2 separate regions of the Dromaius novaehollandiae genome follow, and region 1 is linked to region 2. Evidence: chromatin contacts called from public Hi-C data. All regions are on one chromosome and are shown on one strand. Each heading gives the region's core, a stretch centred on a gene start, on an enhancer-like site or on the middle of the called end of the contact. The rest is flanking DNA. Distances are from core to core; before and after follow the strand shown. Region 1 has its middle 240 kb from the start of PROS1. Region 2 has its middle 22 kb from the start of C1H3orf38.

Evidence for each region. Hi-C and Micro-C count contacts between places; a contact is called where the count stands out from the background.
Region 1: a Hi-C map of brain shows a contact between it and region 2, with 4 times the contacts expected there. The contact joins two enhancer-like sites. A contact is called at or near these places in 2 of 4 Hi-C or Micro-C datasets (brain and ovary).

Annotation. Positions count from the first base shown.
Region 1 is chr1:100,267,827-100,274,569 of bDroNov1.hap1, reverse strand. No RefSeq gene overlaps it. Among named protein-coding and RNA genes, the nearest start is that of PROS1, 240 kb to the left of the region's middle. Within about 2 kb of position 2,584, at least 2 of the 2 cell types and tissues checked have open chromatin away from gene starts, as enhancers often do.
Region 2 is chr1:99,678,710-99,686,328 of bDroNov1.hap1, reverse strand. No RefSeq gene overlaps it. Among named protein-coding and RNA genes, the nearest start is that of C1H3orf38, 22 kb to the right of the region's middle. Within about 2 kb of position 2,203, at least 2 of the 2 cell types and tissues checked have open chromatin away from gene starts, as enhancers often do.

The DNA.
Region 1 (6,743 bases), core at 1,335-3,834, 590 kb before region 2:
GAAAAGCTGGGCTAGCTTTTTGATATACTGTCTACATGGGCACACCTGCCTGGTCTCTCAAGAGACCTAGAAAAGGCTCTGAGAGGGACAAGTCATCTCGCTCGCCTCAGTAGCATGAGCTTATTCAGGTAGTGAAAGATCATTTAAATGAGATTTGAGCCTTGCTTATAGCAGAGCTTGGGAGAGTACCTCAAAAAACTTGAGCCCAGATTATATTATGCTGATGCATGGTATTTCAACAACCAGACAACCGACTCAAAGGAAAAAGTCACCACGAAGGTGCAGGCAGTACACCTGCATTTCTCCTACCCTCTTTGGCAAGGAGATGGGGCAGAGCATGGCCACCCAGGGTCCAGGGGTGCCCCTTGCCCTGCCCCGTGCTTACACAAAGCATAAGCCCATGCTCTTATTTATATGAGGCACCCCCACTGCTTTGCTCAGTGTGTGGTTTCCAAGTACAAATTAGTTACACGTGTATTTTATACTTCATGTGCATTTCATGTGCACGGGACAAGCACCAAGGTGGTGACATTCAAAGGAGCATAAAAGACTCAAACTCAGCTGTTATTCAGTGACAGCAGAACTTGGACACTTGATTCTCATGCATGACCCTGCCTAAACAGCTATAAGTTAATAAATATCTAGGTAGGCTACTTTGAATCCCATAAACCTAATTTAGATATACAACTCAACAGTAATTAAGAACAGCTTGGAACACAGTTGAAAAAATATATATTTCAGCTGAACTGACAAATTCAAGAAACTTCTGCTATTTTCTGCTTTGAACTATTCAGAAAAAAGTTAGGAGATTTAAATAATTGAGATTGCACAATTCACACTAAGGGAAAACCTAGCTCTTCAGTGGCAAAGGATTGGCAAGGGAGTGTTTGCACAGTCACAGATACAACACAGGTGACATGGATACAGTCTAGACCTGGCACTCTCCAGAATATCTCTCTGGCAATATTTAAATTGCTGGAGCCAAGCATCCCGTTGCTACAGAACAAAAGCTTTTGTCTGAAGTCAGTCTTTACATAGAAGAAAGCACCTCGATGGTCTCCACCTTTAGGCAATCAGCAGGCTCCTAAATGGATTGTTTTCCCAAGCGCAATTGAAATTCTAGTAATGGAAATTTGACATGCAGAAACTGAGCATTCAAAACCACTCATCTGTCTAATTAGAGACCTCCTGTCTTCAGATTACTTCCAAAAATCAGTTTTTCCTTTCACTGCTCCAGACCTCCCCTGTGCTTCTGTTCCAGAAGTTTCAGCTTCCACTCTGCAACACCTTTACAAGAACTGGAGAGGAACAACTACATGGCAAGACTGGAAAAGAAAATCTAAGTCTTCCACAAGCTCACGAGGTTCAATTAAACAAGAAACAGCCAGAGTCTGATCAGTGGAGACTAATTAGCATAGATGTTGCCCTCTGTCCATTCCTGCATTGTCACAATCAGCAATAAAACATGCAAAAAGAGGAAGAAGGATGGATGGGATAGAGACAGAAGCGATTATCTTAAGCTGCTGTCTAATCATTCATAACCTTGATTCATGTATATAGTAAATACATCCTCTTCTTTTGCATCAGCCTGTGTTGACACCTACAGTAATTACTCCCAGAAAGTTAACTCTCTGCGGCAATATTTCTATCTTCCTTAATTGCACAAGTACCAGCTTGCAGTCCATTGGCCCTGATGAGTGGCGACATCCTCCTGTCAGCCAAGTAATTTGTTGGCAGAAAATGCCACAGACACTTTAGGCTCCATCTTTCAAAACCCCTCATGCAAATGAGGCAGAGTAATTAGCACTGACCTTTGGCTAACGTCTGTTGCCAATCAGTGGCTTTTCCCTACTCAGCTGCCACTTTCATATATTCTGCTTAACAACTGGGAGTAGAGTAGAGAATGTGTGGGTGGTGCTTATGGGAGGCAAATGCACTCAGTCTGGTTACCATCAGGGCCTAGGATGTTTCTCCAGTGCTTCAAGGAATCAGTGTTGTTGAATGCCCAGAGGGAAGACTACTTCAGGACCCTCTACACCTTGTAGGATTAAAGGTAAGTTTTAGTTCAAAAAAAGAAGGTGTGAGGGTGATCTTGCCAGGCAGTTTTCATTCAGCATATTTTCAGTGAAAATTGCAGGCAGCACCAAAGTTGCAAAAAATCATGGGAGAATTTAAGTATTACAGTCAGGTCTGGCAAGGGGGCTTTTTGGTGCAGGAGTACATGATCTGTTGCCCTTATGGAAAAATGTTATTTGAAGCTTTATGACATGAAGGTTCAATAGTTAGAAGTGACCATGAAGTTACTATTTTCAAGAGTCATGTTCCCCAGGCATGGGAGCAAGGGACAATGCTGAGGTGGTGGCCTCAGGAAAGCGCCCTCACCATGCTCCTCTGCTTTCAAGCCTTCAGGGTTTATTCTTAGCTCCCTCGCTCCAGGCAAATTGGTTACAGCCTCGTTCACTGTCAAGCAAATCCAAGGGAAGATAAATCACCCCGAGTTAATCTTTTACAGTCTACATATAATACAAAAGAGCGGTAACTTGACACTTTAATCATTGTGCTGTTAGGAGCTGCTGTTGCCTGCGAGCGCTGCCTGCACCAGGGCCGCGATCGCCAGCTGCCCCGCAGCTGTCAGAGTGACAAATGCCATCGCTGGAAACACTGCCTCAGCCTCTCCGCGAGCAGAAAGATTAATAAAGAAGTCACTGGAAGTTGCTGGTGCCTACTAGGATGGAGGCGGGCATCCAAAGTTATGGCAGGAGCATCCACTTCTGATAGCTTTTGGCTTTTGCCGTCCAAGCTCAGAAGCCCTGGCCCACGGATTGCCTGACGGTACTGGGAAGCAGGAGGGTATTTCACCTCCGTACACCCCAAATACCTCCCCTATAGGCTGCATTTCTAGTTCTGGCAGACTGGTCCAACTGCATACTAGAAAACTCCACATTGAATAAAGTACTGACAAGTGCTCCACACTGCACTGGCACGAGCAAGTTGTGTGAAGGAAGCCCTTGATGACAGGGCTTCTCTTCCTCCCACATCCACAGGCTTAAGCAACCGTGTAAACTCTCTGGGACTTTTGGCTTCCCCAAAACACAGCAGAAGTGCACACACTGTCCTTCAGTAACACACATTACCTTTCACGGACAGTGAGAGAAGAGGGTTACTGCAGAAATCCTTAACTAATGAACTAAGTCAAGAGAGAATGTATACCTGATCCCTGTATTGGTGGTGCTGGGTGACACAACTACTTTAGCCTCCACCATAGTCGAGGTGCGTTTTGCAATCCAGGGATAGCAAGCTGGGACATACTCATGTGAAAACTTCACTCTGGGGGGAGGCAGTGTGTTAGATTTGTAGTGGCTGTATTTTATTATTCGTTTACGAGCAAGGCTGCATTCCTTTAGGAAATAGTTCCTGCCCAAAGCATTCCCGTTAACCAGCAAGTCAGATAGACAGGCTGTATCTGGAAGAGAGACTGAGAGGAATTCAAGCCGCACGTACTTCTCTTTCTGTACTACTCCCTGGAACAAGTTGTTCTTTTTGGACCAGACTAAATATCCTTTGACAATTTTTTTCTTAAGAGATCCTGATCCAACAGCTTCCACCGAAGCCAGGGGAAACTACAGTATCTCAACACCTTCAGCTATCCAGCAAGCTTGTAGATATACACATACGCATGGATTATATATCCATAACACACACAGAGCTGTAGGAAGATACCTGAAACAAAGTACTCTTTCTTATTTACTTTACAGTCACCATGGGACACAACAAATTAACCGAACTAATCAGCTAATAGAGAGGATTAACTCTTTCAAAAATTAAATTTTGTGGTCCCTGGGCTTGGGAATTGATACCAGACAGTCTTTAGTCACTGACTGTGTTACTGATTATGTCCAATTATGGCAAGGAAAAGGAGTTCGAAGTGTTTGAACTGCAGCAGAGGAGAGAGGCATAATTCATGCCTTATGTTAGGCAGAGCCTCTTCACTTTTATAGCATTATCCAATTATTCACAATCTATTTGCAGTCAGGGAGACAATTTGGCCATGCGCGCCACAATATTTACCATTTCACCCAGCGGTCTGACACTAACATGTCCCATTAATAGGGTGCCACGGGGTGAAGCTGCACCGCAGCGGTTCAAATCGGGTTTCGCTCACCGACAATTTGTCGAGGTGGAAGGCTGGGTTTCAAGCCTGGAGCGTAATTCAAGTCGGTGTCCTGAGGAGAGGCAGCGCTGGGGCCTTCTGCCCCCAGGGTAAGCGATACTCCAGAAGTGTGCAGGAGGCCGGCAGCATGGTTATCCCACACATCCTCAATAAAAGATGCCTCCTGTGTTCTAGCACCACAAAACCTCTCTTTCTTTTCCTCCAGCATCATTTACTGTGATCTTTTGTGATCTTTTTTGCTTTCTGCTATACCTGGCATCCATAGTTCCGTCACGTACATGGTATTAAGCATAAAATGTTCCTTACTTACAGAAGGGATTTGGGTAAAGTCTTGCTTCAAAGAAACAGCATGCATCCCTGCTTTTCCACTGTAGTATTTTTCCCTGCCAAGTGTGTGTGTGGGGGAGTAATCAAACTATATCAATTTAAAAAAAGAAAAGAAGAGAAAAAAGAAAAGAGAGAGCTTCTAATTCAACAAAAGATTTGCAGCTCTGAAGTAGCTGGTAAGTAGGCTGTGACCATCACTCTCCAAGCTGACAAGAGTATTTTAGTGCCTCTAATCCCTCACGTAGGCATAAACTCCCCCACACCCCACCCCACACGCATCTCTGATTTAGGAAATATCTTCATAGCATGTTGTCCTGGAAAGGTCAGGAAGAACAGGCCCCGAGGGGAAGGAAGGAAAGCAATTCCTTTACCATAGTGCAAATAATATATCTCTCTCTCTCACAGGGAATTTTACCACTTCAAAAATGACCCTTGCTGCATAGTGACATAGCCATCATACTTGTAAATCTGATGGATTACAATGTATTTCATAAAAGCAGAAACCACCAGGCACAGTGAGCACTCGGGGAAAAATCAAGCATCCATCCGCATCTCATTCAGGGCTCCCAGAGGCTCAGCAACTGCAGTGAGAGCAAATTTTGAAGTTTTGGGTGGTTTTTGGTTGTCCTCAAACAATTCAAGAAATAAAGGCTACCAGGTGTTAACAAGAAAAGATCTTTGTTAAGAGAAAGAGAGCAAAACAGGGAAGCAACAATTTCTCTGATGTGGGGGACACCATGCCCCGAGCAGCAGTGCCACCACAGCCCCACTGGCAGCTTTGCACCCACTGGGGCTGCCCACAGCCATCCCTGGTCCAGAGGCAACCACTGAGGGGCTGCAAGGACAGCAGGACTTGCCTCAAAGAGAAGGGAGGAAAGAAGCAGGAGAGAGGCTGCTCTCTGCACCGCTTAGTCTTTAAGTCAAGCACAGAGTCACCACCACAAACCCAGGACACGATTTTGTTGGCTGTCCTGTAGCCTGACGCAAGGCTAGTGCCGGGAGCGCGAGAGGTCTCTGACTGCTAAGACCAGATCCCAGGCAAAGCAGTGTGGGGAAAGTCCTCGATATTTTTTAAATCTCGCATCAAAGCCCCTGTTCCTAGCAGCAGCAGCACTTACTGGGCATTAGACCACACCATGAGACTAAGTCATCCAAAGCTTTAGGGTGCGTCTGCCTATGCTTCTTCCTTTAAGTGTATGTACCAAACACAGCACCTGTCTTTTACTCTCTAACACAAGTTGTTATTAAAACATAAGCTACAATAACTTCTTTTAAAAAAATAAACATATGCACAGCAAGCAGGGAGCAAGGCAGACCAGCACAAGAAGGGACCTAGGACAGGAAGGGACACGTAAGGGCAGGGACAGACGACTTCCTCCACTCCCAGTTTCAGTCCAGCTCTTTTGGTTTCGCTCCAAGTTGCAAAGAAATCCCTGTATAGTCCCTCTCCCAATCGCTAGGAAAAAGAGTCTTCTCCACACACCATCCTGAGGTGGAGACAAGCACACACAGCTCCCAGCCAAGGAGCTCCCCATGGGAACCACCTCGTCCCCATTTCCTAGGGGTTTCCAGCTCACTTGAAGCTCCATCAAGGAACCTCCTCACAGCTCCCAAACCACAGGCTTTTTCAACCACCTCTTAACCTATAACCTACAAATTAACCCATATTACCTGCCGCAAGGCAGCTCTAGGTTCATCTCGCACTTAAGCAGTGATTTTACATCATACCTGCACAGAAGAGCCCTCAGGACACCACAGGGCACCTAGACATCAGGGATTGCCAAGCTCACTTGCCACCACATTGCTTTAAGTATGTACAGCTGGGGAAGGGAGGGACATTCCACTTAATATCCATGCAAAGAGGCCGCCTTTAGGTTATGTAGTATTTTAAACAGGTGCTGGGGTCTATGCATGATAAAAGGCTGTAAAAAAAATAGGCCCATTAACCTCGGGTGTTTTTTCAATGCTTTTTAATTGGTTCTGCAGCACAGAAAACCAGGCTAGCCTAGTAATCCCAGCATAAGGTTTTTCTCTGAGTAAAAGGTTGGACTGGATTTGCTTTTATCCACATCTGTCCCCTGTGTAATACTGTGGAAGGCAATCAAGTTACAGCACAGGAAAATGTATGCTTTCATATGAGAGTTCCCTTTATTACTCACTGCAGATGGATGCAGGTGTAGGTAGTGGCTACTGATACCATTTAAAAGCTCAGATATACAGCTTCCCCTCCAGATATGTGGCTGCT
Region 2 (7,619 bases), core at 954-3,453:
AAACAAACTTCAGTCTGAGGCTTCAGCCAATAATTTATGTCTAATTCAAATAGTCCTCAATCACTTTGCTTTATGGTATATAAAGAGCCTTCATGGAGAGGAAATGCCAGGTAGTGAAGGGTGACTCAGACTAGCAGGGAAAGGTATAATCACAGACAGTGGCTGGAAGTTAAATCCAAGTGATTTAAAATGAGAAGCAAGGTACACATTCTTAACAGTTACCCATTGAAATGAACTGCTAGGAGATGAAGCTGGGGTTATTTTATTTTTTGTTCTGTTTTACTTTGCTTAAATTTCTTCAGTCAAGACTTGATGCCCTTCTGTATGTCACGAGTTACTGGGCTTGGAAGGAAGCGGACCAGAGTGAGACTTGTTGAGTTGCAAATATTCTTGCACAGGGTAAGTACCACAAAAGAAAGCAGCTTTGTAGAGCCCTGATTTCAGCAGGAATATTAGAAATGATCAGTATTGGTACCGTTACTCTTTCAACTTGAGCAGTTAGTCAAAGCTGGAATCTTGCCAACAACCTCCCGTAGGAGAGGAAATAGGTGATGGAGTCAAGCAAGTCCTCACACAGATGGTCCAAGGCCTCTGTCCCAGGGCACAGGAGGATTCCCACAATAGCAGGCAGGGTGTCCATTTGCTTCCCAAAGCTCCTTCCAGACAGCTCTATAAAAAAATCCTCTCTTGACTTTTGCTAAAAGTATGCCACAATCATGAGCATCAGCTCATGCTGCAGCCTTTTCAGTACATCTGATATTTGTTCCTCAAGTAAACCCCCAGCTGCACCCCTGGCAATCTTCGTCCCTAAGTTTGCCTTCAGACCACAGGGGCAAAACTGTCCCCTCCCTCTTTCCCTTGTTTTGGTCTGTAATTCTTATTCTTTCAGCCATTCATCCCTAAAGGATCTCAACTGCTTCCTGCTTTCTTTCTGAGCAAAGAAGGAGAGGAGGGAAATACATTCATCAGCTCCCATCAGGCTTCACCTGACCCCCAAATGAGCAGTGCACAGAACTGGATTGACAGGCTTGGGTAATGACCAAACCATAGATGGTTTGCTTGGCTGAACTTCCACTGGGCAGTAGGATGCCAGCATGTTGCTTCATGGACTGTTGCTGTCACTCCATGCATGCACGTCTGAGAAATTTGTCCCCACTTGTTAGGACTCATTTTGACACAATCAGGCAGAAAGCATGGTGGATGTGGACTCAATAAGTTGATAAGCAGATGGCTCTGCAGTGGGGGCAGGAGGAGAAGACACCATGAACACCTTCCAATGCTATCTGCCGTAACTGGGTCAAGCAACACAGCCAGAAGCAGTTTTAAAGCTTGCATGGGGATTTGAAACACTCATCACCATTTCTTGATCTTCTTATTTACAGGATAGAAGTCAGTTTAACCAATAAACATAGGTGGCAGATAATATAATTGCATTGCAGATAAGACTTACTGTTCCATCTATTAATTGCAATATATTTTTTTTCCATAGGACCAAAAAGGGAAGAGGACATTGTAAGCCTTCTAGATTTCTTGATTTGAAGCTCCGCTGCTGAGTTCACCCCACACCTCAGGACTTGGCTCTGTCAGACACCTCTAAGTCACACAAATAGTAGTAGGGTTAAATCCTGAAGGGTTCTGAGGGCCTGGCAACCCTTCCCATGTCCAGATGTGATCGGTGCCCCCTCAGAAGTTGATCCAAAGATGCATACAGCTGGACAAACACAGAGAACTCTTTAGGGCAGTTCTGCCATCAAGGAAGCCAGACAACACAAATAACACCTCCTCAGTTGCAGAGAGATTTGAAGAGAATTTACAGAAAAGGAACTCAAATATTGTCAAGTTTTAAAAAGGCTCTGAGAAAAATTTGAGGCATATGCAGTCACTTTCACATGCAAAGAAGGGTGTGGAGTTTTGTCACACTGCTGCCATGGTTTAATGGGAATCACACTGTACATGGAAAATGTAGGGGGATTACACCATGCTATCAGTAATATTAAAGGCACAAGAATGCCCATGTCAAATAAAGAGAAAATATAATAGTCACACTGTGTTCCACATGTTTCTTAGGGTAAGCCAGAAAATGGAGCCATTATTTTACGATAGGAAGTACTATAATTGAAAGGAAAATCTGCAGGCAGGGACAATCAAAAAGCTGGTCTTAGCTGCCAGCACAGCTCCACAAACGTGGTTGCGATTGTGTAGCAATAGCCCCACACAGTGCCCGCAGCAGGAATTGCTCACAGCTCCAAAGGCCTAGTTAATACTTTCATTTGAAAGAGAATTTGGCAATACAGAGGAAAAAGAAAGAAAAAAAAGGACTGGGATATAGCTGTTTGGTTGGGGGGGGGGGGGGTTATGTAAAGTCTTTCTTGTGCTTGGATCTACCTACCATGTTTTCTAGCATTTGGTGCAATTGCTGGGGGCACTACCAGAAATGAGACATATAAACCTGTCTGAAAACTTATGACTCAGTGAAATCATTTTTCATCGAGATGAAACTTGAGCAGAGTTCTGGTGCATTGACTTCATGCTCTTTTCACACAGTGTCTCTTTCTCTCTTTCCCTCCCTCTGCCCCTCTTGCTCTCTCCCTCTCTAGTTCTCATCTCTTCGCTGGTTATGGAAATACTGGCAGTCTGATTTCTGAATTCACAGCTCAAAGTGTAGCTTAACTGTTGTTGAGCTGAACAGCAAGTCTGCGGTTTTACAACAAACTTCAGTAAACCATGAGCAGCAGCCAGGAACTGAGGGTGAGGGCTCCTTTTTCTAACTTGCCATCTGTTGAAAATGGTCCCTGAATTACACCTTACTGCAAGGGGTATTTCTCTTGCTAACCTTAATGCTTCCATTGTAGTTTTGTCATCCCACTTGTTTCACTGCAAATTGCAGTTGAAAGGCCCTTTCCTAGAAAGGGATTCCAAAAGAGACAAGGTACTTCCTGTAGAGAAAAACTGATTATTGAAAGCTTTCTGCAAGCAATTTACTTGGCCTATCCTAGAATTGAACTTCATTAGTTTGCTCCATATTGTTGCATCCTGGGGGTTATAAACTATGAATGTTTACAGAACAACTTTGAGCTCGAGAGGGATTATAAATTGAATTTGACAGGAATAATCACCTGAATCAAGGCTATCATGTTACCTCCTACTGCTTGCACTAAGATATTCTTGCCTGTAGCTTTTTATCTTACCTATAAGCTAGCATGCCTGAAGTATCCCATGCAGAATACTACCATATACACATCACACACAGTGATTTGTGTCTTAATGAACTGTACCAAACAGAAGGTAAACATGTACAATTACATACAACCCACTCACGTATAATGTGTCACATATATGAAGGCAAATTTCCCCATTACCATCCCTAGAGCCCCATGCTATTTTAGTCAGCAACCAGCCCGGCTCAGCATGGGATCGACCTCCTTCCTTCTCCCCCAGCTGACAGATTACAAGATACTCCGCACCCTTTTCTTTCCTTTGTAACATATTCCCTTCACCCTAACAGTAAAGGTAATCACAGGAGGGATCCTTATCTCTTTAGTCCTCCTTCACAGGAATGACCTCGAGTTGTCTTTTGTCTTCAACAGCTAATCGCCCTGCCCCTCACCTGCTGAGATCAGCTGCTTTCATATTTGGAAAAGGAATAAAAAATGATCTCTGGGAACAATAAAGAGTTCAGAAAGCTTTTAAGTTCAAAAATAAATAAATAAAGGGAAGGCAGGAGGGAGAGAGAACTGAGTGCTCCTTTTGATTAATTCCCTTTCTTACCACCACAAAAGACTATGCGGTAAATAAAATGAAGTACACTCCTGACAGACACAAACCTTGACTGTCTGTTTATAGACTGCATGAGTGGCAATATTCCAGGGGGACTTTGTAAAATGAATCTGTCAGTGAATCAGAGCACATGTTACAGAGTGTGAAGGTACATGCTTCACATTAAAAACAAATCCTTCAGAATGTGTAGAATACCCTAAATCTACATCTGCCACACTAGTCATTTCTCTTACATTCTTAAAATTCATCCTGAATTTTATTTTCCACATCTTGAAGTGTTAGATCTGCAAAATAGTATTATAACTGCAGCTGTTGTGAAGTTCGGCTTTGAATAAGTACATGGCTGAATGTCGGCCAGAATTCTGATTTTTGCCTCTGAATATTTTTCCAAGCATCTTTTGGAAGCCGTGCAATTTGAGAAAAACATCACTTTGGCCCACCAGTACAACAATCACGGATACCTTGCTACATTTCAGGATGATTATAAGATGCTATTTTTTCATGCTTGACTCTCCATCATCTTCTTTTCCTCCTCTCCTTCTTCCAGTTTCTGCTTCTACTTCCATTACTTTGCCCCAAAGAATCACACTCAATCACATGTCATTGAAGCCACATTCATTGCAATGAACTTCAAGGAGCAGAAAGCCAAATGTCTCCAGGGAAGTAACTAACCTCATACCCTTTTGTCACCCTTAACTACTGACAAAGGAAGAAGATTTGAGGAGTGTTTACACTGTAAAAGAAGAAACTTTGAGTGAGGTCTTTGATCATACCAGAATTCAGTCATCTGCATTACTGGCAGACAATATAAAAGAAATGTGTCCAACTATAAAATATGTTTTAGTGCCAACTAATAACCCCAATCTTATTCACTTATCTTTTTCATAATGAGTTAAAGCTACATTATAAACAGTCACTTGCACTGTACTGCAGTTTGATTTTTACCAAAGCATCATTTTCCAGACAAGTGAGGTTTGTATAAAAGCTTTCCATAAAACAAAAGCCACTTTTTAACATCATAACAGAATTGTGGTAATGAGTCTACTGTCTACAGTCTGACGACAAATCAAAACATTTGAATTTCCATCTGCACAAGTAAGAAGGCAGGCTGGACCACAGAACAATCACGGTTTGCCCTCTCTGATACCATTTTTACTTGGAGGTGGAGAAGAAGAAGAAGGAGCTTTTCTTCTCTGTTTCTTCGCACTGGCGGAGCTGGAAGCTGCCACCTTCCTCTGGTTTGATTTTGCCATTTGAAATAGAACACAACATTTTAGCTCAGCACTCCTAAATCACAGCTCTTCCGACAGGGCTTTGCCTGAAAGATCTCTCTGTTCTCTTGGAAAACACTTCAAGCGTTTCCCACCCTCCAGCTGGAGCTAACAGAACCAGCCAGAGGCGCCAGCACGATTTGGCCAGGTTTGAGCTGCCTCTCTGTAGAGTGTTCGAAGTCCTGACACCAAAAAAACAAAAAACAACAAAAAAAACAAAAAAAAACAAAAAAAAAACAAAAAAAACCCAGCAACAACTACTTGTTGCCATGGGCTCCAAATCTTGGCTTATGTATGAATTACAAACTATGAAAAAAAACCCCTACACTGAAAGAAGTGCAGGGCGCCTGGAATATGTTTTGTCCATGCTATTCTTTTCCCTGACTTCTCAAAGTCAAGCTCACTTGTGTTCAGCATACTTCCCTGCATTATTTCATTTTCTCCTGAAGTGCTTGTCACAAGGGGACAAACCTGGACTCACCAGCAGCACCAGTTCTTTTGGGTGCCTGGCTTATATTGGTCCCCAGAGCTCAGAGCAAGGAAGTGATCCTCTCGCTCTCAGAGCAGGAGCCGGGCCCCAGGCCGCCCACAGTTAACTCAGCATGTTCCACTGGAGCTAAAATGTTGTTTTCTTCACTTTCTTTCCTTCAAGACAATTGGAGTGATCAACCCCTTGACCAAACAGCCTGCTTTAAAGCAAAGCATTGGTTTCTTTTGTATGACAGCATTACTAGGAAAGCACACATTGCTTGCTTGTGTGTGTGTGTGTGTGTGTGTGTGTGCTTCCAGCCCACTGACTCACCATCTTCTGCTACAACAGCTTATAAAGACTGACTCCCTGCAGCAACTATTCTGTTTGCATGTCAAAGCCTGGTGACTGGGATCACCATTAACAGTTCACTCTCTGTCTCTCTCTCTTGGACAGGCGCGCGCGCGCGCGCACACACACACACACACACACACACACACACACACACACACACACACACACGGTAGGAATCAAGATGAATTTTAACCATTCATAGTCTCTTGAGTCTCCAGCCTCCTAGCCAAGCAAAGATCTACATCACTCTGCCTTGGAGTCTGAAGATAAGCCACTGTGTTTCAAGTTCATGCTAAAATGATTTTATCTGAAAAGTTGCAACATTGCTTTCCTGACCATGCATCCCTGAATCAAGGCATTATATGCATATCCCGCTGTCCTTTAGATGCTAGGTGAATATGGCCATACAGGAAAAGTTTACAGCTATACACACATAAACTTACCTCTGCTGACCGCATCACATTAACTCCAGTTCACTAAACGATTACAGTCAAAAAGTATTTTTAAAACACATTCCTCCACAAAGCTTGCCTTTATTGAGAAAGACTTTTCAGAATGAGTTTCCTGCTCTGGGCGTACACAGAAGACATATATAACTTCTGCCACTGAAGGAAAAGAACAGAATTTTTGTATGACTTCAAACCCACCCATCAAGGAAACAGAGAGTCAGTGCTGGCAGAGAGGCATCAGCATCTCTGAGAAAAAAAGTCCTACAAGGAGCTGTGTGAATAACTGTTCGGGAATAGTGGGGAAAATAGAGAAGGAAAGCAACTTGATCACTGCCTTTTTTCAGCTGAGAAAAAGGGTCACTTCTGGCTCTATGCTAAGCAGGGAAACAAATCTATTCAGACATAATATTTGGCTTAACAACTAAGACAGCAATCATCAGTGCTACTGCAAGAGCAAACATTTCTTCTTCTACTCACCTCAGGCTTGAATCCTCACCGCTGGATTTAAAATGAAAAAAAAGAAAGAACCTAATGAGCTTGCAATATTCAATCTGGCATTGTTTCTGGAGAACACTGGTATGCACTCAGCAGCTGAGATAGTCCACAGAGTACAGAAGTTGGGCATTAGAAGAGTAGACAATATGCAAGTCAATAAGAAAACCAGAGCCAAACATGAAAACAAATTGCATATACCCCCCCCCCAAAAAAAAAACCCAAGAAAATAAACATTTGGAATTAAAACATACTAAATACCATCCACTAGGGAGCACAAAGTCATCTACTACTGATGATTTCCACTGGCAGAGATCAAGCCACAGCAAGAAAAAGTAGATCCAAAATAGAAATACAATCCAATAGCCCTTCATATTTTGGCCTGGGAACTGAAGCTACACCTTTCAGGCCTTTTTTTATTTTTTAATTTTCCCCCCAAATGTGCATCTCCATAGACAGTAGTACATATAGTGCTCACCTTTGTGCTTGGCAAGTCTACTGAACCTAGTTAGGATTTTCCAGATTAAAAATAGATAGTAAAAAGTTTAAGTGTGGCAGATGAAGATCTGCTCTCTCTTTCTCACAATTCAGGTGAGGGGATTTTGTTTGGTTGGTTGTTTTTTTTTGGGGGGGGGAGGGGAGAGGAGTAGGTTTTTGGTGGGGGAGTTTGTTTTTGTTTGTTTACATCCAGGACAGACATCCAAGCCATTTTCTTACTGAACTACATGGTAGTGGTATTGCATTAAACACCCCATGCATGGTGGGAGGAAGTACAGAGCCATGTTCCTTCTTGAGGGAACACAAAAC